4 separate regions of the Zea mays genome follow, and regions 1, 3 and 4 are each linked to region 2. A link is a contact called in public Hi-C and HiChIP or PLAC-seq data. All regions are on one chromosome and are shown on one strand. Each heading gives the region's core, a stretch centred on a gene start, on an enhancer-like site or on the middle of the called end of the contact. The rest is flanking DNA. Distances are from core to core; before and after follow the strand shown.

Region 1 (6,617 bases), core at 3,576-6,075, 650 kb before region 2:
ACCATGATAAAAAAAATTACGGTAAAAATTTAGAGTTGCATGATTGTGGATAGCCTAAGATCTGATATATCTCCACCTCCAATTGTCCATAATTTGTTAGTTGACATTGACCTATACTTTTATGTTTTAATAATATTATTATTATATATATAGGGGATGTTTGAGACTGGTTCAACTCCAAAAAAATCGATAGAGTTAGTAGAACATGTCATTAAGTGCTCCAAAAAAATCATGGAGCTAATGGTATGAACCTTTAGAAGACATTTAAACAATTTGTTTTGCTTATTATTTAAGTTAAAATACCTTTTAAACTATCTAATTTTATATTATAAACTACAGCGTAACTAGTGCTGAAACCTGGACCAGTCCTAAAATATCCCTTTTTGTGTCATTTGACAGAGATCATAAGTTATATCTCTTTTTGGTGCTGAACGGTTATGGGGAAGAGGCTTTACTGGCAAGAAAGTCAAAACGGCTATTTCTAACACTGGTATTCGGGCTGATCATCGACACACACAATATTAAGGTATACTGTTGCATTTGTTTCCAACATGCCCTTAACACACCTGCATAATAAGAAGTTTAAAAGGCAATGAAACAAACCTTGAAAGTAAGCGGACGCTGCTGGTCCAGTTGACTCTTGAGGCCCTGTTTGGCGATCCTTCTGCCTGATCTGGAAAAATCAAGATTCTCTTCCGCACTCCCGTCCCGCTTGATGCCTAGCGAGATTTGCTTTCCGAAGCCCTCAGAAATTTACAGATAGGAGCAAGTGGGAGCAGGAGCGAGATCCTAGAGGATCTGCTTGAGAACGCACGGTACCAAAGCTTAAATTTATGGGTGTCCGTGTGGATTTGTTGAACAGCAAGTAGGCCTAAATCGTTAATGATTAAGGGCCGTCGCATGGTATCGTCGTCTGAGCATGCTCAAAACAATAGTGATAAAAAGAACAACTACCGGAGTACCTGACCGTATGATAATGACAAAAACATTATCCAGCAAAAGAAAATCGCCTTTGCATTGACTGTTAGGTTAGCTGAGCTCATGATCTTTAAAAAACGGGCTATGTCCAGCGACTTCAGTCGTGCATAAACATCAGTAAAGGGCATGTGCTGTTACTGTTAGTTAGCGTTTCCAAATACAGACCTTATACATGCTATTAAGTATTTATTAAGTAGTACAAAAGAAAGCACAATCTCCAATGCAAGCAATGCTACCCATTCATAAACATGTTGCATCTGTTGGGGAATAAGAACAGAGGTCCACAATAAAAAAAAAATCCAGAAGTTTCTGTTAGCATGATCTTTTTTGTTTGGCAAAACGCCAGGATACATTTGCATGACTTCAGATCAGCAAGACATAAGCACGGTGGTCCACACTCCACAGTTTAACACCGTGTTAAGCTCACCAAAAAACCTACCATAACAAGTTTGGGGAGCATTTAATCACAACTTCTCAAATCCAGTTTGATAACGAGAATCTGGCTAAATGCGGGTAACACTTATTTTTATCTTCCTGGGAGGTGTACCGGGCTTTGGCATGTTCTCAGCTCCTGCTTTTCTTTTCTTTTCAGAAGGCTTGAGTATCTGGAACGAGCATACTAGGGAGTCGTCGATGCTCATCAGTGCACCAGCATTGTCAAACTCTCCACAGTAGTTCGGTGCTGAGAATATTGTTACAAGCTGGCGATTTGCGAAAAACTCATAGCCATCCTCTACGACCTGTGAAGTTAGATTCAGTTAAAAAAGTCAATGGTAATGAAAGCAGTGCACAACCAAAATTGTAATTCACAGCTCAACAGATATAGCACTCTAGATGTTTCAGTCATTCAAATTTGAATAAGAATGGGATTCTAGCCCCTCCGGTTTTGTGGCTCCCAAACTAGCCCTAAATGTATCAGAAAAAGGTAATTTAATCTTAATATTTCTGAAGAAGGGCTAATGGGATAATAATCTGAAGAATTTTAGGTTGACCTTAAGCATTCAAGCTGATACAAGTAAAATACCAGCAAAAAATTGACAGCAAGGTCGATGGCCTCAAACAAAGTAAAAAAAAAAGCAAATATCCAGAACTTTAGCTTATATGTTATCAGACAAATGATAAGTTCGCCCTGCAAAAAGACACATACACAGATTTGTCATTTGTTTACTAAACAGGAGGGTTAAGCACTGTTAATAAAAATGGTAGATAACAGTGCAAACATGTTGATACCGTGAGTATACTAATTTACTTTGATACTTTCTTTTAAGCAAATACAGTCCGATATAAACCAGAAGCAATGTCCACCTTCAGAAGATACCAAATTACACGATCATACCATCTTATCTTAGATAAAGATTTCAATTACTTTTTTATTTTGAGTGACAGGTTGGTGGTCATTTATTTTCAGCATGATAGTCATTACTTGTTGCAATAATATCAACTAGAAATTATCACAACCATGAAAAACTGTTCTTACTTACAAGAAATGTGTATAAGATAATGAATACCTGGTGAGCCCTGCAGATCAAATCTAGATCATGTTTCTGAAGAAACTCAGCAACTATGTCAGCTCCAAAGGTGTAGGAAACACCCCTGTCATTCTCACCCCACCCAACAATCTCTTTATCAGGGTCCGACCATAACAGATCACATAGAAGACCAACGTCAGGAACATCCACAGGACGAGAAATGTTACGTATTTGATCCATGTTCTTTAGCTCAGGAGACAACCCCCCATGCATGCAAAAGATCTTATCGTCAATAAGTGCAGCCACTGGGAGGCAGTTAAAACACTCAGTGAATATCTTCCAGATACGCACATTGAATCTCCTCTTACACTCATCAAAAAACCCATATATCCGGTTGATCGAGGCACATTCATGGTTTCCCCTGAGAAGAAAGAAGTTTTCTGGGTACTTTATCTTGTACGCCAAGAGAAGGCATATTGTTTCTATGCTCTGTTTCCCCCGATCAACATAGTCACCCAGGAACAGATAATTTGCATCTGGTGGATAGCCACCATACTCAAATAATCGAAGGAGGTCTGAATACTGGCCATGGACATCCCCTGCATAGCAAAGAAGTTAAATGGTTATCGTTATCCACAATATGCATCAATGTACATCGCAAATTGTTAGTTGACAAGTTTACAGAGCATGCACTAACATCAAGGGTTACTGCAATGCGGCTAACTATATGGCAATGCAATATCTGCTAGTCGACTTAGCACACTAAATAATCTTTGTACTTCTATAACTGCTACCAGTGTAAAGGTAGCTATTATTTACTCCATCCGTCCTGAAATATATTGTATTTTCATTTATCTTAAGTCAACCCGTCTCAAGTCTGACCAAATTTATAAAAAGGAACAGTAATATTTCTGACATCATATAAGCCATATGAGAAAAATTATGGAATGCATTTTTATAACTTATACTTCAAGATGGAGAGAGTATATGACAGTACCAATACCACCATAAACTAGATGAAAGAAAATTCAAATAGCAAAATGAAATTAGAAAGAATGTCCTTTGGACAGCAAGCCTCAGCTGCCCCAACAAAGAAACCAAATATAATATTTGCAGTATGGTGTTAACAGAACTTAGCACAAGTTTCACAAGACAAAATAGTTCCACATGGTTGGCAAATATTAAACATGCAACATGATTACTGACTAGGGGTGATGACCCTCCCATTGAGTTTCGACACATTTATGTCTAGTACAGAGGGTAAATAGCATAGCACTCACACAATTTCATCTTGAACCAAACATTATGAATACTTGTTGACTTGGCAAGGTAAGCCATTTTTAGCAATTGTGTTATGAAAGGATGCTACGCTGCAGAAAGTATAGATCTACACAATATGTCATGGTTATCTGTGTCAAGGGATAGTTCCTCTATGTGACCAATAAAAATAGACAAACTATGTGAACACAACAAATTAAGTTATTCACACTACCACAAATTTTTTTCCTTCGAATCAGTCTCCCTGATATGTATTTTCTTCGCCACTTTACTTTTATTGGGCAACCACAAAATGCTCATGAGATAACCACCAACATACTAGCCTGCAAGTTAGTGATTAAAGTTTCAAAGAATACTTTTTCCTGCCACTCAAGCTCACTTTTCTCTCTAATCTGCAACCTTGAGCAGTTTAGCATGATATAATGTCATATGAAAATATGACAATATATAACATATGTCCAACTTGCTTTTGTTATAATGAACTTTGTAGACAGAGACCAGAATGCCACAGCGAGGAGCAGGCTCTTCTGGATGTAAATGCTATAAATAAATAAATTGTATGGCAGACTCCAAATTTCAAATTCCAAAATGACTAGAGATGTGTTCTTGCAGTTCTCCCAATGATTTTTAACAGACTACACTAAGGATAGAGAGAAAATATGGTAAATATCAGCCTAACAGGCTAGCAGACCTAACAGGCTAGCACGCTTAGTCGCATACCAGGGTTGTCGGGAGGGAGCTCTTACCGCATATCTTAATGGGGGCCTCGAGCTCCAGGAGGTTGGGCTGGGAGAGGAAAACGTCCTTGGCGGTGGCGCAGAGGCGCCGGATCTCGGCGTCAGTCACCTGCGCGTTGCGCGGGGTGCGCCCGCCGCGGGCCTCGAGGAGCCGCCGGATCAAGTCGTCAATCGCCGCCTCGTCCATCGCCTCGCCGGGAAAGGAACGGGATCGGAGGGTTAAACCCTAGCTCAAGTGCCGCCGCGTCGCGCCGTCCCTCGCGGGTAAGCCCTCGCCCAGACGCGGAAGCCGCTAAACCCTAGCGGCTCCCTCTTTGTCGGGAGGACGACACGGGAACGGGGAGAGCGTAGAAGGGATGGCTGGAAGCCTGGAAGTCTTGTCACAGCCGGTTCTAGGGGTATAACGAGGGCATACATATGTGTCATGATCCATTTTACACATATATTGACGTCACAAGTGTAATATATCAAAAGACAATGTAATAAAGGTGTAAAGAGATTAGAATACTTTATTACATTATCTGAAACATTGTATCTTTAACAAGTATCACATCAAAGTAAAGCGAAATTTAAATAACAGGGACAATCTCCCACAGGAAGATGACCGGCGTATCGTTAGACTTAGAATTCATTGTCGTCAAAATCTCCATCAAAGTCTCCAGCATCACCCTTTGATCAAAATATTAGCAAGGGTGAGCTCAATTATGGTCAGAGCTCAGCAAGTGGGGAAAAAATTAATGCAGGTATAACAAGATGAGGCCAAGGTTGAGCAGTAAGCATTTTAGCTGGTCAATATTTTATTAACAACATTTGTCTTACTAATAAGTGTGAATCACAAGTATCTCATTTAATCAAAGGAATATGAATATAACAAAAACACTTAAGTGAAATCACTTAAGCAAATCATTGGCAGATCATCGGATTTCAATTTAATTCCATCTTCAAGTTCAATTATCATGTGAGGAGTCCAGGTCGCTCATAACCGGGAGCACGGCTGATATATCAGTTTTACACTCTGCAGAGGTGGTACAACTTTACCCACAAGCCATGCATCCCATCTAGCCCGGGTTGATCGGACCCTTAAACACTGCCGAGGTGAATGGCTAGGGATCCATTATGAGGCTTTCACAAAATACACTTAATACGAAGCAACCCACTAAGGTTTCTAAAGACGATGGTGGTGGCCCCCTGAGTGAGGTACCTTAGCCAAGAATACATCCTCATGTTAACGTGGGCTGCCAACACCTACCGCACCCCCTCTTGCCCATATTTCAGGTAAGGTTGCTAGGTACTAAGCATATAAAGCTAATTACCAAAGCCAGAGCCATGATAGCACTCGTGGTTGCACTGTTATCCTGGGTGGCCGCTCCATGTTCCAATTAATTTGAAATAATGTTGCGTTAACCATCGGGTTAATGTCATAATTGCCAATTTCAATTTTGGAACATTATACCAATTAATGAGTGACATTAAAATCATTAAGTTGAGCGGTAGCACAAATTTGCAAAGCTTAATAATTTCTCAGGGTAAACAAGGAATACAGTTGGTAAATCTAGGAAATCCTTAATTAGGTAAAACCCATCAAATTATGCAGTATATCAAAAAGTAAACTTTATTATATGCAATGAGTGGGTACAACAAGAATATGCAGAGGGAGAATCCACTTGCCTTGCTCAAAAGCGTCTTGCGGGTCGTCCTCGAACGTATTCGAATCCTCTACCACAAAATCAGCTTCTAATAACGTCGTATGTTGCCATACAAAGAGAAAACATACACCAATAAATAAACATGCACCATTACATAAACATACACCATTACATACACATTAACACATCGCACTTATCACACCTTAAATACATCCTAAACGCGTAAATACTTATTAATTCAATTATAGCTATTATTGTGAGTCATAAATGGTGAATTTATGAGTGGGTGCTATAAATACAGTTTTAACTAGTATTTATATGTATTAACATCCTTAATGAAAATAAATAGTACTTATTGTCTTTAATACTAATATTTAGACTAATAGATTTTATCTTTTTATTTGTAGCTAGAATTATTGAGTATAGCCAAAAATAAATTTAATATTCTAAAAAATCCCTATAAATTACTAATTGAACTTTTTATAACACAAGCGGGGTTATTTTGACAT
Region 2 (6,930 bases), core at 1,683-4,182:
ATAAGTTAGATTGAATTAGTTAGGATATTTTCTTAGGGCTCAAGTACACCTCTCTATATAAGGAGAGAAGGTGTATCAATCTAATCAAGCAAGAATTAAGAAGGAAAACTCTTTCCTCTTTCTCGACCATGGGCAAGACCCTTGGTCGACCTCCTTGCGCTCCCTCAACACTAGCCACCGTCATAACAAACATAACAATCTGGTACCAAAGCATACTACTCCCTCTATCCTCAAAAGTAAGTCATTTTAGTTTTGTCTCAAAGCTAAAGAGCCTAGGCATAGTTGCAGCTCTTGGCGAGGTCAGGTCAAGTTACGATACCGGTTTGTAATTTCCTTGGGGTTGTGTAGGATCCTTGGGGAACTTGCTCAGCAAGATCCCCTCTTTTGTAAGGCTTTTCTTCCTCTCTATTATATATGATGTGCAGTTCTCCTGCGCGTTCGATAAAAAAAAGTTTTGTCTCAAGTCAAACTTTTCTAACTTTAACCAAGTTTATAGAAAAATATATTAACATTTACAATACCAAAAAATGGTCTAGACAAGTTTTTCTCTAACTTCAACCAAGCTTTTCTGGTTCACAGAGGTTCACAGAAACTAATTTGATGTTGGCCTTGGTTAAAACTAGACAAGTTTTAGAAAAAACTAAGCGGCCTACATTTTGAAATGGAGAGGATATTTCCTTAAAGTATGTAAGGAATGAAACTTATGAAACATTAGTGTAAAAATATGCTTCCACCAAATTTCTTGTGATAAAATACAATTAACAAAGGGACAGGTTTGACAATTACAAAAAAAAACAGTACTAAAGGGTCACTAGAAAAATCCAAATAAAGATTGAACACAAAACCTTGCACATGCTAAATGTGTTATAACATGTATATGATACATTCTATTGTCAGTACCTAGATAGCATATGCAGGGTTTGGAATGTCAAGAAAAGCCTATAATTATAAACTGACCTGTCCAAAAATATCCATGTTGTATAAGGTGGAAGCTTTGGCACTTCTGGTAGTTTAATTGGTCTAATAATAGCATTCTTGGGACCAAGATTTCCACCAAACATAACATTAGATGAAGAGAAAGGACTTTCGTCTTGAAAAGTACCACCATCTTTGTCAACCGGAATAATATCAAGACTATGCAGGGTGCATAGCGCATCATCTTGCCTTTTTGTGAGCAAATTTGATGCTGAATCAGTACCCTTTGATGTACTAATTTGCCTATTTTTTGATAAATTGTAAGTCCTCTGTGTATAGCTGCTGATATTAGTCTTGTTCTCCCCTATCCTATTCTGACAAGGGATTAAAAGAAGAAAATTAGCAACACAAATATGGGGTACATATATTTTGAATAAGAACAAAATATGTAACTTCAAGGCACCTTAATGTAAGTCAAACGATCTGCGGTAATCCTCTTTTTTAACGAGTCAATAACAGATAAAACATAGAGGGAGGCAGCATTTTCTTCTCCAGCTCGCACAGCCGAATTACTGGTGACCTAAGAAAAGCATACGCAGTAAATTTATCACAGCAGGCATAGTACAAATCCACATGCCAGCTGATATGATTGAATGGCAAACAGCTCTGGGTCAAAATCAATATCACTATCAGAACCCAACGATTGGTTCTCTGTGTGCACACTGCACAGCTCCAATATTATTAATAAAAATAGCTCACAAGAGAAAAATGGATACTCAATTCTAACGTTATTCTTGACTGTTTTGCATGCAAGACGCAGATAAGGCTAGGAAAAAAACAAATGGACTGCATAAAAACAAACATTTTAAGGGAACACATACACATGAAATCCCTGAGTTATATATCATATTGATTTGATTCATTCAACAGATGAGCAAAACTTAGGCAATGGCATTTAAAATATACTACTCCTTGAGTCCAAGAATGTTTCGATTCAAGATCAAAGGTTTACATATAACAGTTAAACATGACTAACTTCATTCTTGTATAATGCCAGCGGTTATCCACATTCACATCATCTTACATGAGCACACTGTTTACATGAAATCATATGCAAAAAAAAAATACTTACTTAGTTCTGCATTCTGATATGAGTAAGATATTACAGTAGAGAAAATAACGTTTAAGAACATGAAAACAATTCCTTTTACAGTGTTCCTTATTGTGCTGGTTAAGTATCTCCGCACGGTATACAATGGTTGCACCCCTAGAAATCCCTTCCACGGGAAAATGGAATAAGTCCATAAAATATAGTCCAGCTCTTCGGAGTTCAAAAGCAAATCAATCCGAAGCAGGGATGTAGCCTGTGAAGCTACATTCCCTGAATTCAATATAGAAGTCACTGGAAAAGATGATACAATACAACCTCACAGAAAAGATTCGGAGTCCAGCTCCAGGCTGAAAGTACAGTAGTTATTCCGATTCCATCAACTTTTTTATGGAATGCAGTCTACTGTTGACCAGTCCACTGTCCCGTCTCTGAAAACAACCAGAAACGAAACCAGGTCGCCCCCTGGAAAAAAAACACCGCGGCAACCCCACCTACCGCCGCCACAAAAACAGACACCTCAGTAAAGGAGCGCGCACGCGCAGCAGCACAAACAAAGCAGCTAGCCAAAGCTCCGCATCGAAATCCGGCGCCTGCAACTCGACACCCCCACAGACGCCACCAGATCTCTGCTCAAATTACTCCGAACCGACCGATCGCCGCCACATCGACCACCAAATCCGATCGACATTGCCCCCTCGACCTAAGACAAGAACCACACGCCGACCGCGCACGCGGAACCTCAGCACCGCGGGAGGGGAGAGGCGAACCTGGGCGGCGCTGCTAGATGGGCGAGACCGGCCCGCGGAAGCCGAGGCAGATGCGGACGACGCCACTACCGCCGCGGCAGCCTCTGCTTCCATCACCCGTGGAAACCCTAGCCCCGCGCGCTCTCCCGCCCTCACACGCGAAGTCGCTTGGAAAAAAATGAACGAGGATTTGGTGGGGGAGGGAGGGGTGGGGGGAGAAGAGGGGGAGGGAGAGAGGTGAAGCGGGGCTGCGGAGGAGGGTGAGAGAGGCGTTTTTGTTTTGAAATGAGCGGCTCGTGACCTTGTGGCCTGTGGGAGTGTGGGGTGAGGCTGGCAGCGGGCTGGCTGCCTACCGGTTACCTGTGGTCATCTCGTGGCGCCAGCAGCCGTGGTGAGGGGTCACACTAGACTTTGGCTTATCTATGGTCACTGATCTGTTGGACCGCCATAGAGTGGGACCGGATGTCAGTGGGTTCAAGTAGGTTCTTCGTGGGAACGTGGTGTTAAAAGGGAACGCGCGTGGCGTGGCTGCGTCAGATAACAAACGGTGCGCCGCGGCGGGTTATCGGTACGTGTGAGCGTTATTATGGTTTTTATTTATGGTAGGAAAAACCAGTGTGCTCGTCTTTTCTGTTCCCAAATAGTTACCGTATGGCCTATGTTGCTTGTTCCTCCGTCAGCATAAAATATCGAATACAAGGAAATTTTATTATAACCTCGAGATAAAACAATCCCGGTCTCTGTGCATTTGTCCTTGAAGCTGTCAAACGATAATCCGAGAGCATTTTCAAAAAAAAACGTAGCATAACATAACATGGTCCTTGTTTGTTTTGGCTTCTGGTTGAATTCTAGTCGTCTTTTCTCAGTCCGTTTATGTGAGAATCATTTTTATGTGTGAAAATCGCTTGATTCAACGCGTAAATGTAGAATTTATCGAGTCGTTGCGACGCAAGGAATCTATGGCTTCTTAAACCCTAAATTGTGCATGCCCCTTTATCTTGCTCTGCATAGAAGCCTCGTGATATCTAGATTCTCGTGACAGCTATATTATCCAAGAATTCATATTCTCAGAAAAGTTCTTCCAAAAAAGTTGTCTCAAACAGGCCCATAATTCCTTAAAGCGGTCCCATCAAAAGTCAAAACCAAGCCATCTATGATCATAGATGTCTATCCAGTTAATAAACCATCAACCACGGCATGTTGAAGCGCATTAGCACTCAGCTATAGTTTTACAGTTCTAACAAAACAATATGTAAACAAGGATCAACTAGAACAATTTAGTTTGGTATTAACAAAAATTCAGATTCAAAACTTTAAATGACATACACTATGTCAATTAAAATTAAATATCGTCGTGTTTGTATATTTAGTTGACTATGCATTCGAGACCTCGACACAATGCAATACAATTGTTATGTTTATTATCAAGTTTTAGCCCCCTTTGGGCACAGAAAAAATAAAGGAAGAATGTAGGATCAAGATTCCTATGCATTGAGTCAACCGTAGCACCCTTTGTTTCACATGGATTGCATGTAAGAAAATGTAGACAGCTTTTCTCGCTTGATCTCATGGGGAAAACCATAGGAATAAAACATTCACCAAACCCTTATGTTTTAGTTTTGTATGTTTCTCCCGTAGATTATCTAAACATCTATTTCTACGTTTTGTATATTCGTGTATTTTAAAATCTTGCATTACGAAGGGGCCTAAATGTGCATTATATGTAATGGCATACCGGATGATGTAAACTGAGAAGAAACGTTTATTATTATTGTGCTATATATATATATATATATATATATATATATATATATATATATATATATATATATATATATATATATATATATATATATATATATATATATATTCCCTAAGTTCAATTTGTTCAATGGTGTTCATGTATATGCATGCTACATATAGTGATAAGTCAGTAAGTGGAGAATTTTTTATGGGCGAGAGCTAACATCAGTTTAGGTTAGGTTAAGCGGGGAGGAAAGGGACCTAATAAGGAGAGTGTGTGGTTAACTGGCTGTACATTAAGATGAATCCCTTTATGAGCTTGTGTAACCTAGTTTTATTCAAGTGACGTAAAAGGTAAAACATGCATGCTTCCACTTTTTAAATGATCTGGGCTGTGTTCTTGCTGTTTTATAAAAACATTAACTTTAGATTTAATTGATAGAACTGTATTGCATTAGGGTATATACAAAATCAACATAAATGACTTGTACCTTAAGTGATATCTAAGGAGGTAAGTGCAAAAAAACACAAGAGATATATCTTAGTAAAGCAATGTCTCTATATGGTTCTCTAAGTCTAAGATACAGTTCCACACATATAACCCACATAATTGAACCGTGTCTTGAGTGGTTCTAGTGAATATAATATACAATGTTTAGGGCTTGTTTAGGAATAAAATATTTTGCAGTTTCTAGGCAATACTATAGTTTGAAGGAATACTAGAGTATTTTATGTTACGAGGTGCTTGATTTCTTTCATAAAAACTATGTTTTCAAAATCATGGTATTTTAGACAACATGATATTTTTGGAGTACTGGAAGCTCCTCCCAACCCAACAATTTCATGGCATGGCTAGCTTTTGTCTAAATACCATAGTTTACAATGTTGTATCCAAATAATGATTTGAGCTAACCAAAGCTACATTATTGTCATGGCAATTGCAAAAGTATAGTATTATAGTTAAAAAACATTGTTATCAAATAGGCCTTAAATATATTGGGTTATATGAACGAGTTTCTTAAGTATATCTAGTACTCAAAAAAACCGCAACATAATATCTATATGGTATACATGTTTGTAGTGGACTAATATAGAGACACGATAAGACTGTCGTAACAGACCAAGCAAAATAGGAGATTTCCACTATAGATAGCATTGTTTGGTGAATAAGATTTGAAACAGAGAAGAGCTTCGCGGACGTACATCCTAAGAAGTGAAAATAACGGATCCGATAAGTTGTATAAGAATGAGCAACATTTGTACATAAAATATATACATAATGATCCACCACACCAACGTTTTATTATCCTTGGCATATAAACCCTAAACAAAATACAATCGAATAATGATGGTGTATCGCATCGCGTCAGAAAGAAAAAATTAGAAGTATTTGAAAAGGAATATTTAATTTCATTCACAATTGTTTCTTCGTGGATACCACATTTATGTTAATAAAACTATCAAGCGTGGTGAACAGAACAATAAAAAACTTAACCACAACATGCAACAGAGTTCGGGATTTAATAAAAAAAACGGAGAAGGCTGCGACCATACAATTCATGCTAATCAAACTAGTCAAACTTAGGTCATTCTTAGTGATGGCATACCACATAAACAATCAGGATTATATGACAGAGAATTTAATGAGTAGAGACATGAGAGAGTAGGTTTACGAGAGATATGAGAGAATTTTATAGGATAAAACAATGCATACATTGTTTTCTAGATAAATGTTGACATAACACCCTTAAAAACAATGTGATGAAACCATCCATTGAGAATAGCTTACCTTTACTCCTACTACTCTAGCATCGACGTGACTTTGCACGTTCTCCTATGTTCATCCATGTATAGACCGATGTCACGTCAAAAAGTGTAATAAGAGGCTATTACCTAGCTAGATCCTAAGATGAATGAAGGAGAAGAGGAGAGAGAGGAAGCGAGATGTAAACTTAACCGTCAACTCAGATGTAAGAACCAAAATATTTTATGAGAGAAACAAGTGGACTATACATTAACAGTGAAGAGTTACTATTAGATAAATGGGCTAGAAGGTAGGCTACCAGGATCTTTACAGCCGATTGTGGCCGCAACCGGCTATATTATTAAACTCGCTCTAAGTAGTGTTGGAAATGAGTCGAGCTGAGCTTGGTGCAGCTCACTAGATGACCAAGCTCGGCTCACTCACTCAACGAGCTGTAGAAAGAGGTTCGGCTCGGCTCGCGAGTTGTACCCTTGTAAATAATATTGTATTATATAATGAATTAATAGTATATAGTAAAATATAGAATCATCAGATAACATTACGAGTAATCCAAATTATAAATTGGTATATATTCATCATTAAAGGCTAAGAAATAAGCCAAACATTTATAAAATTATCCAATATCCATCATTATTGTGTAAGTTGACTAA
Region 3 (6,974 bases), core at 3,135-5,634, 660 kb before region 2:
TTAATAGTACGGATATCTAGCCTACTAATTCGGTTAATTACTTCTTTAAACTCCTGATGACCGGCAAAAACAAAACCTACATTATACCTTTGTATTCACTTGATCCATAACCAATGGTTATACGTCTCAAAGACTTTCCTGTTTCTTATGGACCAATCCTACATTCTTATTTCTTCAAGAATTGTTAGTCCACAAGCAGTTGTCATTAATAACCAAAACACCACTTAGGGGCCTAGATGATTCACAATATTGGAAAGCCACCGCATTTTTATGGAAACAACTTTGACTATTAGAAAATAAGAATGATAGTTCATCTTTGGGATATGGGTGGAAACATTTGGAGAATTGTAAGAGATGGTTTTGTTTTGCTTAAGCAAGATGAGCCATCAACTAGTGATGAGCAAAATATTCTAGTCAATGATCAAGCTATGAATGTGCTATATGATGCTTTGGATTTCAATGAATTCAACATGATCAAAACCCTCGCAGTCGCTCATGAAATTTGGACAAGGTTGATGGAAATTCATGAGGGCACAACTAATGTGAAGAGTGTCAAACTCTATATTTACAAAGGCAAGTTTGAACAATTTATTATAAAGGAGGATGAGAGCATATACGATAAGTTACTATTCTAGACTATGGAAAAGCTAAGAAGTCTCGGCAAGATGTAAAGGAACTGAACCAAGATGCAAATTAAACATGTAGCACAACATGCAAATGAACTGAACCAAGCTCAGTTGGTGGGATGTGTGTTGTGTACACTCCTACCATACAGGTTCAAGTCATGTTTTGCTCAAATGTGGGGGCATATTTCTTCTTGTCTCCAATGCCATATTTTTCGGCTAGGTTGGCCGAGCTTTTAAATCTCAGAAGCAAGTCACATATTTGAAAAGGTTTAACAATTCTTCACTTTCATAAACAATAATTTGGGGAATGTACACAAAATAGTAAACAAATTAATAGGGACAAAGTAGATAATTTAAGAAAAACTACCTACTAATTACATCTAAGAGTTATTTCGGAGGTAGATGCCCACAATTTAGTAATTTATTGTTTTGATGTTGTCGGCTACACCCTAACACATCAGACAAAAAAGTGGACTAAACTTGTAGGACCCTTAAGAAGTTTTTTTCAACAGTATCTAACTTCACTAATAGTGCAAAAGTCTTCAGATTCAATATTTATAATAATAAAAAAAGTGTAATATTGTAGCATTCTTATTAGCAGAAAACATAAACTTTTGCTTAAACAAAAAATGGATATGATTTCTGGCAAACATTCCTAGCACTCAAATCCGAGTGAGTGGGTGGGGAGATATGTTAAATAGGATCTCCACCTCCTAGCTGGTAACTGGCACGTCATGCTACATTATGCGACAGCAGGATTCCTAGAGCATATCTATCTTCAACTCGAGGAAATGGAATCTTTATGGCCTTTGGGCAGTCGGCGATGACGTGATCCTTAAGTGCGACAACGGTGGTGGCGGCAGTGTTGCAACTTCACATCCACCTCCTCTGCCTCCCCTTCCTGCTGCTGCTCTTCCATCTCTTCCGCCCCAACCTTTGACACCTCCTTTTCTGCCATTTCCCGGTCATCCGCCAACATGTTGGATGCTTCTGGCATCCAACTGGAGCCCTGTGGATTCTTTCCACTCACTGTGAGAGCCCAAAAGGTCGGCGCGAGCAGAAGCGGGTAGGGTTTGGCTGTTTGGATTAGGGTTTGGTAGGGGAACGCAAGGAGAAGAAGAGGAGATCGGAGAGTCTTTGAACCAAATAACCCCCACATCCAACCAAATCGTCAGCGTTGAAGGAGATTGCGGATGTGTGCAATTGAGGCGGTGGCGACGGGATCGCGGGAGTGGGGCGGTTGTAGTGGAGGTGGTGATCGTACTGGTGAGGTGGGGATGAGGGTGTTAGTGGGGGCTGGTGATCGTACAGGAGGAAGGTGAGGGATGATGAGGGGTGATCTAAAAAACAATTACAATTGGATGCAATTGAGTAAGAGATATGCAACAAATGAAATGATCTGGAGTGTTTGTTTTGATGGTGGGTTTTGGTTGTGGTTAATTTGTTGTGAGTAGTTAGGGTAATTTGAAGTGTTGGATTATATAGGGGTAGAGATAGAGATTGGTTAAAAAAACGACGGAGTTGTTGAATCAACCGGTCTCCTCGTTTATCGCCTCCCAATGTCTCTGAATTATAATTATATATCAGATTCTTCACATGGTTGTTGAAGTAGCCGGTCATTCAGAACACCACGTCCAGACCTTTCTCGTCACCAGCCAATGTGTACTGATCGAGAAGAATAACACCGATCGGAAGCGCGAGATAAAAATGAGGCCAACATGTATGGGAATTGGGAAAGGCGGTGTTGGATTCGTCTGCCACGGGCCACGACGCCGCCTGAGGAGCGTGTTTGCACATGCAAGAGCTGGGCAGTACGACGTTTCTACAACGGATGTACGGACATTGGCTCTGGTTGTTCACCTTTTCTTATGTGAATGAAGCCACATATTTGGCGGGGATCTTCGTTGTGGGGCGGTGACGTGGGAGAAAAGAGGCGGGACTTACGCGTGGAGGACGGAATTGGACCAAACCAATCAGCACTTACCACAGTGTAGATGGTCACATAGGCCGGTAAGGGCCCGACCGAGAGCTATATTTTACTTGTAAAATATATGTTATATATATTTACATAGAATATTTAAAACATTTTTTTTGACGGAGAGCTATATTTTACTTGTAAAATATATGCTATATATATTTATATATATTCTTTAATACATTTTAAAAAAATATATATAGGTTAGACATGTGCCGATCTAATGTGTCAAATATGTTGTTCAGACACGGCACAATCACCAGATCGGACGGACTGGCCACGGACCTAGTGAGCAACGGATTAGTCTTCGTTCGTGCAGGACTATCGGGTGTCGTCCTTTCTAGGCAGCTACATATGACACCAAATAGATTGGGTGCAAAGAGAGGTTAAATAGACTCAGCACCACCAAAAGTCAATGTGCGATTGTGTTTTGTCCACATCTTGCTTGAATGCTTGGGTTTGTGTTAGTTTTCCCCTCTTGTACAGGCTGCAGAGGATTTCGACGGTGTGATGAACGAATAATACGCAACACAGAAAAGAAAGAAACGTTTGTGTTAGTTTTCCTCTCAACTAACCAACCAAACAAACGTTTTATTGTAAACTTTCTCTAATATATATAGCGTTTTTTTGTCGGTGCTGTTCTCCTTTCTGCAAAGATCCAGTACGTTTTAAATGGTGTGGACTGTGGAGGCGGGCAGTCGCAATCACATAAGGGAGGATTTAATATTAAAGACGCTCGACAAAGCTCGAAAAGAAAAGAAAGAAAGAAAGAAAACGGCATCCATCGACAAAGTCACAAGCTGACACGACCGACACACGCCGATGGGCTAGCTTTACCAGAAGGAATCCCATCCGTCCAGTCCGGATCCATGCCTGATTGACTGGGCCAGGCCAATCATCCGTGTAGAAATGTTCGTTCGTTACTTGACAGAAACGCCAAGACCGTAAAGACGGCTACTTAGCCCTCATACATATAAGGGCAACTAAATGAAGGATGTATTAAGAGATCTGTAAGGTCTTGTTAATGACAGTTCTCTCTGGACTTTTGATGCGCGTCTTCCAGAGAGCTCGGGATGTTTTTTTATAATCTTCATAAAAGTAAAGTTTAAAATTGAAGATGAGACGTTAATGAACTAGCTACTACGTGTAAACGAATGGCAATCGACACTTTGGTGCTTTGGGTGATGTACCAGGCCTCCTACAGAGTTGCAAAGCTCAGGACAACCGTGCTCGGCATTAGTAGTTAGTACCCTGCCGGACGAGCGTACGACACAAACCGTTTGACAGCAAGTGAGCGAAAGAAGTCATCCAATCCAACGTGCCAGCAGCACTCATTCGACAAACATGCCCGGGATTCAACAAATTTTCGTACAAAAATCTTTTCAAAAATGCGATCTCAAACTCCAAGACGAGAGACATGGGTCCCCTGTGCCTGTGGCCTGCGCCACACACACATTCCTCTCCACCGTCCCCACTCGCTGCCGACACTCCAGTGTCCAGTCGCCCACGTACCCGGCACCCCGCTGCCGTGCCCGTGCTCCATCCCGCTCCGTGTCCCACCACCACGCGGCCTTCGCTCCCTACTGGCCACGGTGTCTCCCGCCGCAGCGGATCCCAAGGGAAGTTCCCTGGCCTTTCCGTGCGTCACTGCTCGCTCTCCGCCTCCACCTCTTTTAGTGCGGCCGCCTGCCAGTGCGGTGTCCACTGTCCAGCCAGCCATCCAGGCCCAGGAGCGCGAGTTCTGTGCCTGTGCCTCTGCTCCACCTCCCCTGCCCCTGCGCCCCAAGTCCACGTCCACCACTTAGCACTCACGCTGCTCGCTCGCTCGCTCGTACACGCGCCCGCTTCGCGCAGGTGCGTGTAGAACGACGGAGGCATTCCATTTCCGACTGAGCCGTGTGTGTTTGGATCGGATCGGACAACCCCTGCCAAAACCGCGTGTGCCGGCGCTGTTCTGCCTCTGATCGTGTGTGCTGCTGTTGGTTTTGGTTTTGGTTTGGCTAGGGAAGGAACCGTGGGAGGGAAGCGGACGGACATGATGCACGCCAAGTCGGAGTCGGACGTGACGAGCCTGGCGGCGTCGTCGCCGCCTCGGTCGCCGAAGCGGGGCGGCGGCGCCGCCGGCAACGGCGGCTACTACGTGCAGAGCCCGTCGCGGGAGTCGCACGACGGCGGCTACAAGTCCTCGTCGATGCAGCCCACGCCGGTCTACAACAGCCCCAACGAGTCGCCGTCGCACCCCTCCTACGGCCGCCACTCCCGCTCCTCCTCCGTCAGCCGCTTCTCCGGCAACCTCCGCAAGGGCGCCGCCGGGGACCGCAAGGTGCTCAACGACAAGGGGTGGCCCGAGTGCAACGTCATCGAGGAGGAGGGCCCGTACGAGGACCTCGCCGGCGATAGCGGCCTCTCCCGCCGCTGCCAGATCATACTCGGCTTCCTCACCTTCGTCCTCCTCTTCACCGTCTTCTGCCTCATCATCTGGGGCGCCGCCCGGCCGTACGAGCCCGAGGTCATCGTCAAGGTATACACAATTAGTTCCACGTCCACCCCTAAATTGGAGTCTGAGCAACCTCAGTTCACTTCTTCTTCTTCTTCAGTTTATGGGATAATAGTCGTTCCTCTTCCTCTCTGTTTGGTTGTTTCCTATCTAATCCCTAAACCGAGTAATTGACCGCTAGTTACTAAATTTGACTCATGTCTGATGTCCCACGGTTCCAGCGGTAGGCGAGATGGGTTACATCACCATCCAATTGATTGGTGGCTCAGTTGGACAGTGATATGTTGGACACTAATGAGGAACAAGACAGCAATGCAGATTGGGATTTTACAATTGCAAGCTGGGTGTGGGTGTGATTTTGGTTTTGTTGCTCAGATATTGCGGTTGCGAGTAAGTGGTGAACCCGGGGGGGCTAATTTTGCGGTAGCTTGTTAAGCTCTAGTTGGAGTATAGATTGGTTCATGACTTCGAATTGTATAAGTTCAGTTGATGCTCTTTTTACTGTATAATAACAGACTGGTTTCTTTGTGCCAACATTTTCCAGTTCCTCTGAAAATGAAACCAATGTCTGTTTTATATCTGCAGAATCATAAACTAATTAATAATGAGATCTGATGGAATCATAAACGAATATCTGTTTTATATCTCCAGTTCCCCAGGTCTTAAACAATGGACCTCACTGAAGACTGAATAAAAGTCAAATATACCAAGTCTCATTGCAGATTAATAATGAGATCTCTGATGGGATGTTGCTGGCTGGCAGTGGCACTGCATTTAGCATGCTGACTTTTGGGGCTGCATTTTGCAAGAAAACAAAATCGCTTCGATGATCAACACGCGTTTATGATTCGCACTATTTGGCATGGCAAAACTTCGTTTCCGTAGATCTGAGCGTGGTGTTTGCCACAGCCACAGATTTCTGGCCTGAACCACGAACTTCTCTCGCTTGTGTTTTGTGCAGAGCTTGGTGATGGACGACTTCTACGCGGGTGAAGGCACGGACCACAGCGGCGTTCCAACAAAATTGGTCACAACAAACTGCTCTCTGCACATAGCTGTCTACAACCCTGCCACAATGTTTGGAATTCATGTCACTTCTGGCCCCATCCACCTGATGTATTCAGAGATCCCAATAGCAGTCGGTCAGGTATATCCATCCTCCGTCCTTGGCCTATTTAATAGCCGCTTTTAAGTGCTGTCCTCGCATTGACTGATGATACTGCTCTGCCTCGTGTCGAGAGAGTAAACTGCGCGAGGAGCCGAATCTCTTCCTTTTTACCTCTCTATTAACTTCGCCATTCATTTAAGAGAAACTCCACTAGCGAAACATTTCTCATGTGCTTCACCTTTCTATCCATAATTCCATCCATATTTGTCCCATCCATCGCATCAAAGCCTCAAAGGTCGTCAAAGATCTGACTAACGGATGCGTAATTCCTTGTCAAGTTAATCGTACAAAATGCATGATCGAGTTGAAAAGTTTTGTTTGTGGGGACAAAAGAATAAAGACAGTATGTATACTAGGGCTGCTTCAGCAATAGACAGTGCTAATAGTCCAGCAAATGTTGTTGCATGAATCCTTCCTTTCATTTCTGGACATCTGTTTGCATCAGTTGAGTCAAAAGCCAGAATTGCTGGTAATAGTCATTGAATCTGACGTGGCTACTGTGACTGCGATCACTCTCAGGTTCGGAGGTATTACCAGCCGAGGAAGAGCCACCGGATGGTGACGGCGGTCATCCACGGCGAGAAGGTGCCGCTGTACGGCGCCGGGGGCAGCCTGATGCTGTCGACAAGCACGGGCGGGGCGGTGCCCCTGACGCTGGACTTGGACCTGACCTCGCGGGGCTACGTGATCGGCAAGCTCGTGCGGGTG
Region 4 (7,430 bases), core at 4,466-6,965, 870 kb before region 2:
CTTTCGCTATGTAATAAGTACATTTATGATATTTATGACATTTATCACTATGCACTCTGTTATTACATGTGTTGTCTTCTCTGGCGCATATATGAGATGCACCCGGTTTTGTTCCTTAAAACCGGGTGTGACAATATTTGTTTTTATATAATCATATTTATACTTAACAATTGATCCCCACGGGTTACCCTCGGGGAATGGGTCCCCGTCGGGACAGGGACGAGGATGAAACATTCCCCGTTAGCGCTTGTTCGGTTACACCAATCCAGAAGGGGATTGAAGGGGATTAAATCTCCTCCTAGTCAAAAATGACTAGGAGAGGATTTAAACCCCACCAATCCAGAAGGGGATTAATGTAACCGAACATGCCCTAAGCATTTTGGGGCCAGGGCGGGGATTATGTTTCGGGGATCAGGACAGGGACGGGGAGCACTCCCCCGACCCCGACCCGCCCCGTTGCCATCCCGAAGGGTGATGGACTCCTCCAGTATACATAACTCTTAGCTTGAGTGATAAGGAGAAACCAGACCAATGGTCAGAGTAGGGCAAGTCCACCAAAGCTGAACCAGACCTATGATATGTATGGCTCCATAAAAGCTACATAAAAAATTCAAAAGGAAAAAATGTTTTTGAAGACAAAAGTAATTAATATTCATTTGTTTTAATTTGTACTCATTGCCTCATCAAAATGGTCATGTGGAAAAAAAACCTTCAGGTAAATAAAAACACACAAATCTAAAAAGTAATAATATATATAGACAAAACTTTCTTGATTAACGAAATACTTTACAGATAGTCGTGCCAACTGGAAGCCAGGTTATGTTAAGTCCAAGTGATGTGCCATTCGAGGCTTCCCACGAGAGCCCACTATCCCTGGTAAGATTCTGTCTCCATCCAGTATACAGTTTTATTGCTAGCCACCTGCTCACACCATCATCAGTCAACAGTAAGAGCTCTGAGCAAACCAAACAACGAATAATGTATAGATAATGCGTCCAGATTGCCAACTGCTCAGATGATTTTTTTTTAGCATAACCTATACCCGGGTTAAAGTTCTCGTGATTCAGGAAAAATAAAACAAAAACTGGCGACCGGATTATATTAAGTCCAATTGTATGTTTCATTCAAGGCTTTTCACGAGAGGCCACTATACCTGGTCAGATTCTGTCTCACAGAGTCACAGTATACACCATTAGCCATCACTTGTCAGTAAGAGCTCTGAGCAACCATGGCGGAGATAGTCACCGGGGCGATGGGCACTCTCCTGCCCAAGCTGGCCAACCTCATCAAGGAGGAGTATAACCTACAGAAGAAAGTGAGGGGTGAGATCATGTTCCTGGAGACTGAGCTCAAGAGCATGGAGGCTGCTCTCATCAAGGTCTCCGAGGCACCCATCGACCACCCACCTGACGTCCAAGTCAAGCTCTGGACAAGGGAGGTGAGAGAGCTGTCCTACGACCTCGAGGACAGCATCGACAGATTCATGGTGCGAGTTGGCGATGGCAAGCCACATAGTTTCAAGGGATTCATTGATAGAAGCCTCCACCTGCTGACAAGGGGCAGGATTCAACACAGCATCGGCATAGACATCAAGGAGATCAGGAGCCGCATAAAGGATGTGAGTGAACGGCGTGACAGGTACAAGGTTGATCTGGTTCCTTCCAAGCCTGTTGGCAGAAGCATTGACAACCTGCGGCTGTCGGCTCTTTACAGAAAGGCGACAGAACTTGTTGGCGCCGAAGAGAAGAGCAGTGACCTTGTGAAAAGGCTCATGGAGGGCGACAAGGAGGCATCCAAGCAGCCAGTTGTACTGTCTATTGTTGGCTTTGGAGGGTTAGGCAAGACTACTCTTGCTAATCTTGTGTATGAGAAGATTAAAGGGCAATTTGTCTGTGGGGCATTTGTTTATGTGTCTCATAATCCTGATGTCGTCAAGGTTTTCAAAAACATGCTCTACCAGCTTGATGGAGACAAATACAGGGACATCAATCAAGGAACATGGAGTGAAGAACAACTAATCTGGGAACTGAGGAAGTTCCTTCTACACAAGAGGTATGTATATTGTGGCCATCGCCTCCTCATCGCTGCTGAAAGGAAAGCAAGGATGGGCCCTCCTTTAATTTCCCTCTTCATTTGCAATCATTTGCTACTCACTACTCAGATCTGCGCATACAGGGAAATTATCTCCCTCTATGCGCAGATCTGGTGCCTAAGCAGCTGTGTTGTCCAAAAGCCAATTATAGTTTTCGTTTTATTAGCTGCATTAATTGACTTTAATAGCCACAGAAAGAAAACAAGTGGTAGATTTTTGCTGATATATTATACTTGTCTCTTGGTGTTATATATATAGGTACTTTATTGTCATTGATGACATATGGAATACTTCTGTGTGGGAAACAATCCAATGTTCTTTGATGCACAATGAATGTGGAAGTATAATAATCATCACAACTCGTAATATTGATGTTGCAAAACAAGCTGGAAGTGTTTATCAAATGGAACCTCTTTCTCTCAGCGACTCAACAAAGTTATTCTGCCAAATAATTTTTGGCAGTGAAGACAAATGTCCTCCAGCTAATTTAGCTGAAGTGGCTGGTAAAATCTTACAGAAATGTGGTGGTGTACCATTAGCTATCATTACCATGGCAAGTATGCTAGCCAATAAAACTGGAAAGGAAATAAACACACATAGCTATTGGTCACATGTGTACCAATCCATGGGTTATGGTCTAGATGGCAGTACTAATGTGAAGAATATGAGAAGGATACTATCAGTTAGTTACTATGACCTACCTTCACATCTAAAGACTTGCTTGTTATACCTAAGTTTGTATCCAGAGGACTACAGGATTAGAACAAGAGGTCTGATATGGAAATGGATTGGTGAAGGTTTTGTCCATGAAGAACAAGGGAAGAGCCTATATGAAGTAGGTAAGGATTATATTGAAGAGTTAGTTAACACAAGTATGTTAGAACCTGTCGGGATTGGCCATGATGGTAAGACCGTATCTTGTCGGATACATGATATGGTCCTTGATCTTATCAGTTTCTTGTCAAATGAGGAGCATTTTCTAACAAAAGTAGGTGGGCAACAACCCGTATCTCTTGATCTGCCTAAAAAGGTCCGCCGGTTATCCCTCCAAATTAGCCAGGAAGAGGAAGCCAAGCAGCTAGCTACAATGAGCTTCTCCCACGTAAGGTCACTTACTGTGTCCACTGAAGTTTTCCAGTTGACGCCAAAACTTTCGGCCTTTCTGGTCTTACGTGTATTGAATTTAAAGAAATGTAATGGAGTGAACAATCACCACTTTAAAGATATTTGCAATATGTTTCAGCTGAGATATTTGAGTCTCAATGCGAAATTTATTACTGAGATCCCAAGGGAGATTCGGAATCTGCAATTTTTGCAAGTACTTGACATAACTAATCTTGGGCACAAAGTAAAGATGACAACCATTATTCACTTGCGACAGCTGTTGCGGCTTTGTTCTAGGTCTGGGTGGAGCATAAAACAGCTAGACGGATTTGGAAAACTAACCTCTCTACAAGAAGTTAAAGGGACCATAACTATCGAGTCACCAAGCATGCTGCATGATCTGGGGTGTCTGACCAATCTCAGGACCTTGGGCATCAACTTTCGTGATTGGGATGAGAGCTATGAGGAACCTTTCATCCAATGTCTATCTAACCTTGTCAGCCTCAAATCCATGAAAATAAAAGGTACCATGATGAGCAGCCTATGTTCCGAATGTGACAAATTGTACCCTGGTCCTCAACAACTTTGCTCCATTGATATGAAGTCACTTGCAAGAACTGTCATCATGACTAGAGTACCAAGATGGATGTCATCACTCTGCTCCCTGTCTAGCATAAAGATCACATTATTAGCTCTGGGAGTACAAGATATCCATGTCCTTGGGAGCATACCATCTCTACGTTGTCTCAGTGTACATGTGAAGGAAACCAGAGATGAAAGGTTGGTCATTGACAAGTGTTATCCATTCCGGTGCCTAACTGAGATGCAAATCGATTATGAATCCATGGCGGTGGTGTTCGCACCAGGGAGTATGCAAAACCTCAAAGAACTCCATTTATTGTTCGGGGTGAAAGAGGTAATGCATAAGTACGGTGATTGTAACTTTGGTTTGGAGCACCTCATGTCACTTGAGCATGTCTCTGTTAAAACAATGTACACTATCATGCCCGAGGAGGTGGAGGCCGTAAAAGATGAATTCCAGAAATCCCTGGACATGAATCCTGGCAAGCCCACGTTGATAGTAGATTATTTGTATCCGAAAGAAGTAAATATACTAGCTCAGACTTTGAAAACAGCCATACATCATTATTAGCTAGCTGCCTTCTTTCGTATTTCTTTGCATTCCTTATATATGACAAATTAATTTGTAATTTTCTCTTTTGCATAGAGGAAGATTAGGTCTCAAGCACAAGCAATAAGAGCAGCAATTTTGTTCGCTAATGCAGGCCGCATCCCTGCTACTGACTGAAGGATTATAAACATTCTCTATCGCCTTGCTAATAAACTGGTACGTATTACACATCTATGCTTATGTCTCACGTTGTACCCTCCCAATGCTAGCTGGTAACTAATTCTTTAAGTTCTCATAATATGTTTGCAGCATATTCCCTTCTCTAATTGGCACTGCATTCTCAACGTCGCATGGGTACTAGTGGCAAATAAGCTCTCTGAAGTCATGAATTTTCTACAGATAATGTAACTGCAGTAAATGTCTACGCGCGTGTTTGTAAAAAAGAGTTCAATATCTACCTTGTAAATACGCCATGTTCATACTCATACAGTATAGTACTATGGGATGAGCAACAGCTAACAGTAGCTCCAAGCGTTGTAATCAGTCTAACACTAGCTCCAAGCGTGCCCACTCCCCCACCCACACCAATACACCATATACTGTGTACTATGGGATGAGCAACAGCTCCAACGGTCCTTCTAACAGTTCTTCCATATACGGGGGAAAGGAAACTCTCACCATAAATGTACGGGGAGCACGATTCAACTCCTATACATTAATGATATTATTTCTTTGCGATATTAATAAGCTTAAGCTCTATAATATGATAACAATATTTATTATGGTAGTACAAATACTCTATGCCCTTAGTTTTGGTGGTGTGCTCATCTATACCTTTAGTCGTGTTTTTTGCTCAGCTGTGCCCTTCCAGTGCTATAGAACAGAAGGGCATAGCTGAGCAAAAAACACGACTAAGGGTATAGATGAGCACACCACCAAAACTAAGGGCACCAAATTAAAAAACCCTTTTTAAAACCATGCAAATTAATAAAAATATTAAATAACTGAGTTATATTGTATAGTAGGAGCTAGATAGAGAAATGTAAGATTGGAGATGTCTGTACGTAGAGAGAGAGTTTAGAGAGATATAATAAAATATAATAAAATGAATAAATAGGAGAAGAAATGTGGGCAGAATGGCTGGCAATGGCGATGGCCGACCGTGCATTAGGCGCGTCTGTAGAAAATATGAACGTACTAGTATAATTAAGATGCCCGTTTTTTTAGAATCGTAGATGTCCTGGGCGTCAACAGAGCTGACACAACACTAGCAGCCAAAGCCACGTCCGTGACGACGATGTACGATACGACGATGTCCGCGGAAGAAGCCAGAGTCGATGCTGTGATCTGGGGGCGACGTCGCAGTCCATCCTGCCAGCACAGCACATCACATTGCTCCGCCTCGGGGAGGAAGTAGGGCGGCGGTTACTTGTCCCGCTCCAACTACAAAGCCCAGACTGCCCAGTCCGCATCCCCAGCAGCCGTGACACCGCCACAGCAGCCTCGGCGCTGCGTTTCTGCCTTCCCGGTGAGACAAATGGCCGCCAGCGCCACCGACGCCGACGCCGGCGCCGGGCTCAGATCGGAGTTCCTGCAGGTCCTGCTCAGCCGCCGCCGCGATCTCCTAGGTCAGGTTCTCTCTCATTCTCTCTCCCAACTCGCGCGCGTGCTGAAATGCTCTGCTCTGGTAGTGCTTGAAGCAGTTGGGTTAAAATCGCTGGTCTGGCTAGGACCTTTCGAGATGCTGCAAATAATCACAGTTCAAGTTACAACCTGAATCCTTAGAACGATACGCCACATCTGAAGCTTGTGCCCTTCAATTGGGTTGGTTTTTTTTTTCCTGTCATCGCCATTCGCCAGTGCCTCTCACGGTGGAGCAAGGGAGTCCGGTGAAGGACCCGATGTACCAGAATCCTCCGTCGACCATGGAGGTCAGGACCCTTGATTTGAACGAAGGTCTTTTGTAAGAGACCAGACACGTCGGCGTTGATTAGCTGTGGTAATCTTAGGCAAATCCGATGGAGTCGTGCCCCAGTAAAGAGGTGGAGAACTTGAGGGAGAAGCTGGTTGAAGAAAATTTCTACCTTATCACTGAGGTAAGCGGCGGCCAGATGATCAGGACAAGTCCAGCAGTCCTAGTCTATCTCTCTGTCTCTTTTGACGGTATTGTCCTAGTCTCTTTCCAACTGAAGTATATCAAATTAAACTTGAGTTTTGCTTGCTTTGCTTGCGATGGATCGTGGCCTACAGGAGCCAATCGCGTCTCTAAGCAGCCTCACGAGATCGAAGAGCAACAATATAATAGTGCACTCGATCTTACTCCACATACATGCAGACTGCATTGCATCCCTCTGCTGAATACTTGGGTGCACCTTGATAGTCGGCATCTTTTTTTTAGGTTCTTAGATCCAGACTCACATGTATTCCCACACTAAACTACAGAATAATTAATTAACTACAGAGTCAACGCCTCACTGCTGGTTTTTTATTTTCCCTCTCTTTTTCTAACCACTACGTACTTTTTTTCCCTTTCAACGCAGCTAGGTGAACAAGGACGAGTACCTGTACTTCTGCTGAAGCTTGACGACCCCGTCCCTAGAAGAAAACCAGCTATCGTGTTCCTGCACAGCTCTTACAAGTGCAAAGAGTGGCTGCGCCCACTGCTTGAGGTGGGTAAACCAATCTCGCTCTGTCCCAACTGCACCACCGTAGACTATACTGTTCGTATAGCTCTTCGTTGACTAGTTTGCTTTTGCAGGCATATGCTTCCAAGGGCTACGTCTGTGTGGCTATTGACTCGCGCTATCACGGCGAAAGGGCCAGCAATGAAACCACTTACATAGATGTAATAATCTGCTTATGATCATATTGTGCCCAGTGCCCACTTAAAGTTTGACGGACGGTGACATCCATTTATTTTATTTCGTGTGGCTTCACCCTGCTCTACTCTTTTTTCTTTCTTTCTTTCTTTCTTTTTTACTTTTAAACACAGGCACTGAAATCGGCTTGGCGGAATGGGGATACAATGCCTTTCGTTTTTGACACGGTGCTGTATTTTTGAAATACGATTTAAATTTTATTACATAGATAGATTTTTACGAC

The links. A called contact is a pair of places that touch in the nucleus more often than the background predicts. HiChIP or PLAC-seq counts read pairs in DNA pulled down with a chosen protein or histone mark.
Region 1: a Hi-C map of tassel shows a contact between it and region 2, with 4 times the contacts expected there. The contact joins the promoter of LOC100191199 here to the promoter of LOC541954 in region 2. A contact is called at or near these places in 8 of 25 Hi-C or Micro-C datasets (ear, endosperm, leaf and 4 more) and 1 of 3 datasets of contacts at active chromatin or transcription factors (leaf).
Region 3: an H3K4me3 HiChIP or PLAC-seq map of leaf shows a contact between it and region 2, with 3 times the contacts expected there. The contact joins the promoter of LOC100282984 here to the promoter of LOC541954 in region 2. A contact is called at or near these places in 4 of 25 Hi-C or Micro-C datasets (ear, leaf mesophyll, seedling and 1 more) and 1 of 3 datasets of contacts at active chromatin or transcription factors (leaf).
Region 4: a Hi-C map of leaf shows a contact between it and region 2, with 2.3 times the contacts expected there. The contact joins the promoter of LOC100276046 here to the promoter of LOC541954 in region 2. A contact is called at or near these places in 4 of 25 Hi-C or Micro-C datasets (bundle sheath, ear and leaf).

The regions. Positions count from the first base shown.
Region 1 is chr6:88,377,283-88,383,899 of Zm-B73-REFERENCE-NAM-5.0, forward strand. LOC100191199 (putative serine/threonine protein phosphatase superfamily protein) reads right to left here and starts at 4,826. Exons shown (of 3, transcript NM_001136634.1): 1 at 4,472-4,826; 2 at 2,487-3,046; 3 at 1,132-1,718. The coding sequence starts at 4,649. The coding sequence ends at 1,482.
Region 2 is chr6:89,026,308-89,033,237 of Zm-B73-REFERENCE-NAM-5.0, forward strand. It overlaps LOC541954 (enhancer of zeste 1), which reads right to left and starts at 2,933. Exons shown (of 16, transcript NM_001111608.2): 1 at 2,794-2,933; 2 at 1,379-1,495; 3 at 958-1,289. The coding sequence starts at 2,886.
Region 3 is chr6:88,360,317-88,367,290 of Zm-B73-REFERENCE-NAM-5.0, forward strand. It overlaps LOC100282984, which reads left to right and starts at 4,385. Exons shown (of 4, transcript NM_001155888.1): 1 at 4,385-4,455; 2 at 4,606-5,122; 3 at 6,060-6,245; 4 at 6,786-6,974. The coding sequence starts at 4,637.
Region 4 is chr6:88,152,123-88,159,552 of Zm-B73-REFERENCE-NAM-5.0, forward strand. It overlaps LOC100276046, which reads left to right and starts at 5,716. Exons shown (of 13, transcript NM_001149931.2): 1 at 5,716-5,956; 2 at 6,189-6,259; 3 at 6,338-6,424; 4 at 6,869-6,997; 5 at 7,087-7,173; 6 at 7,321-7,374. The coding sequence starts at 5,866. It overlaps LOC103629525, which reads left to right and starts at 1,129. Exons shown (of 4, transcript XM_008650625.3): 1 at 1,129-2,052; 2 at 2,351-4,112; 3 at 4,425-4,544; 4 at 4,638-5,066. The coding sequence starts at 1,229. The coding sequence ends at 4,505. It overlaps LOC103629526 (a long non-coding RNA gene), which reads right to left and starts at 1,497. Exons shown (of 3, transcript XR_554448.3): 1 at 1,407-1,497; 2 at 1,154-1,303; 3 at 520-921.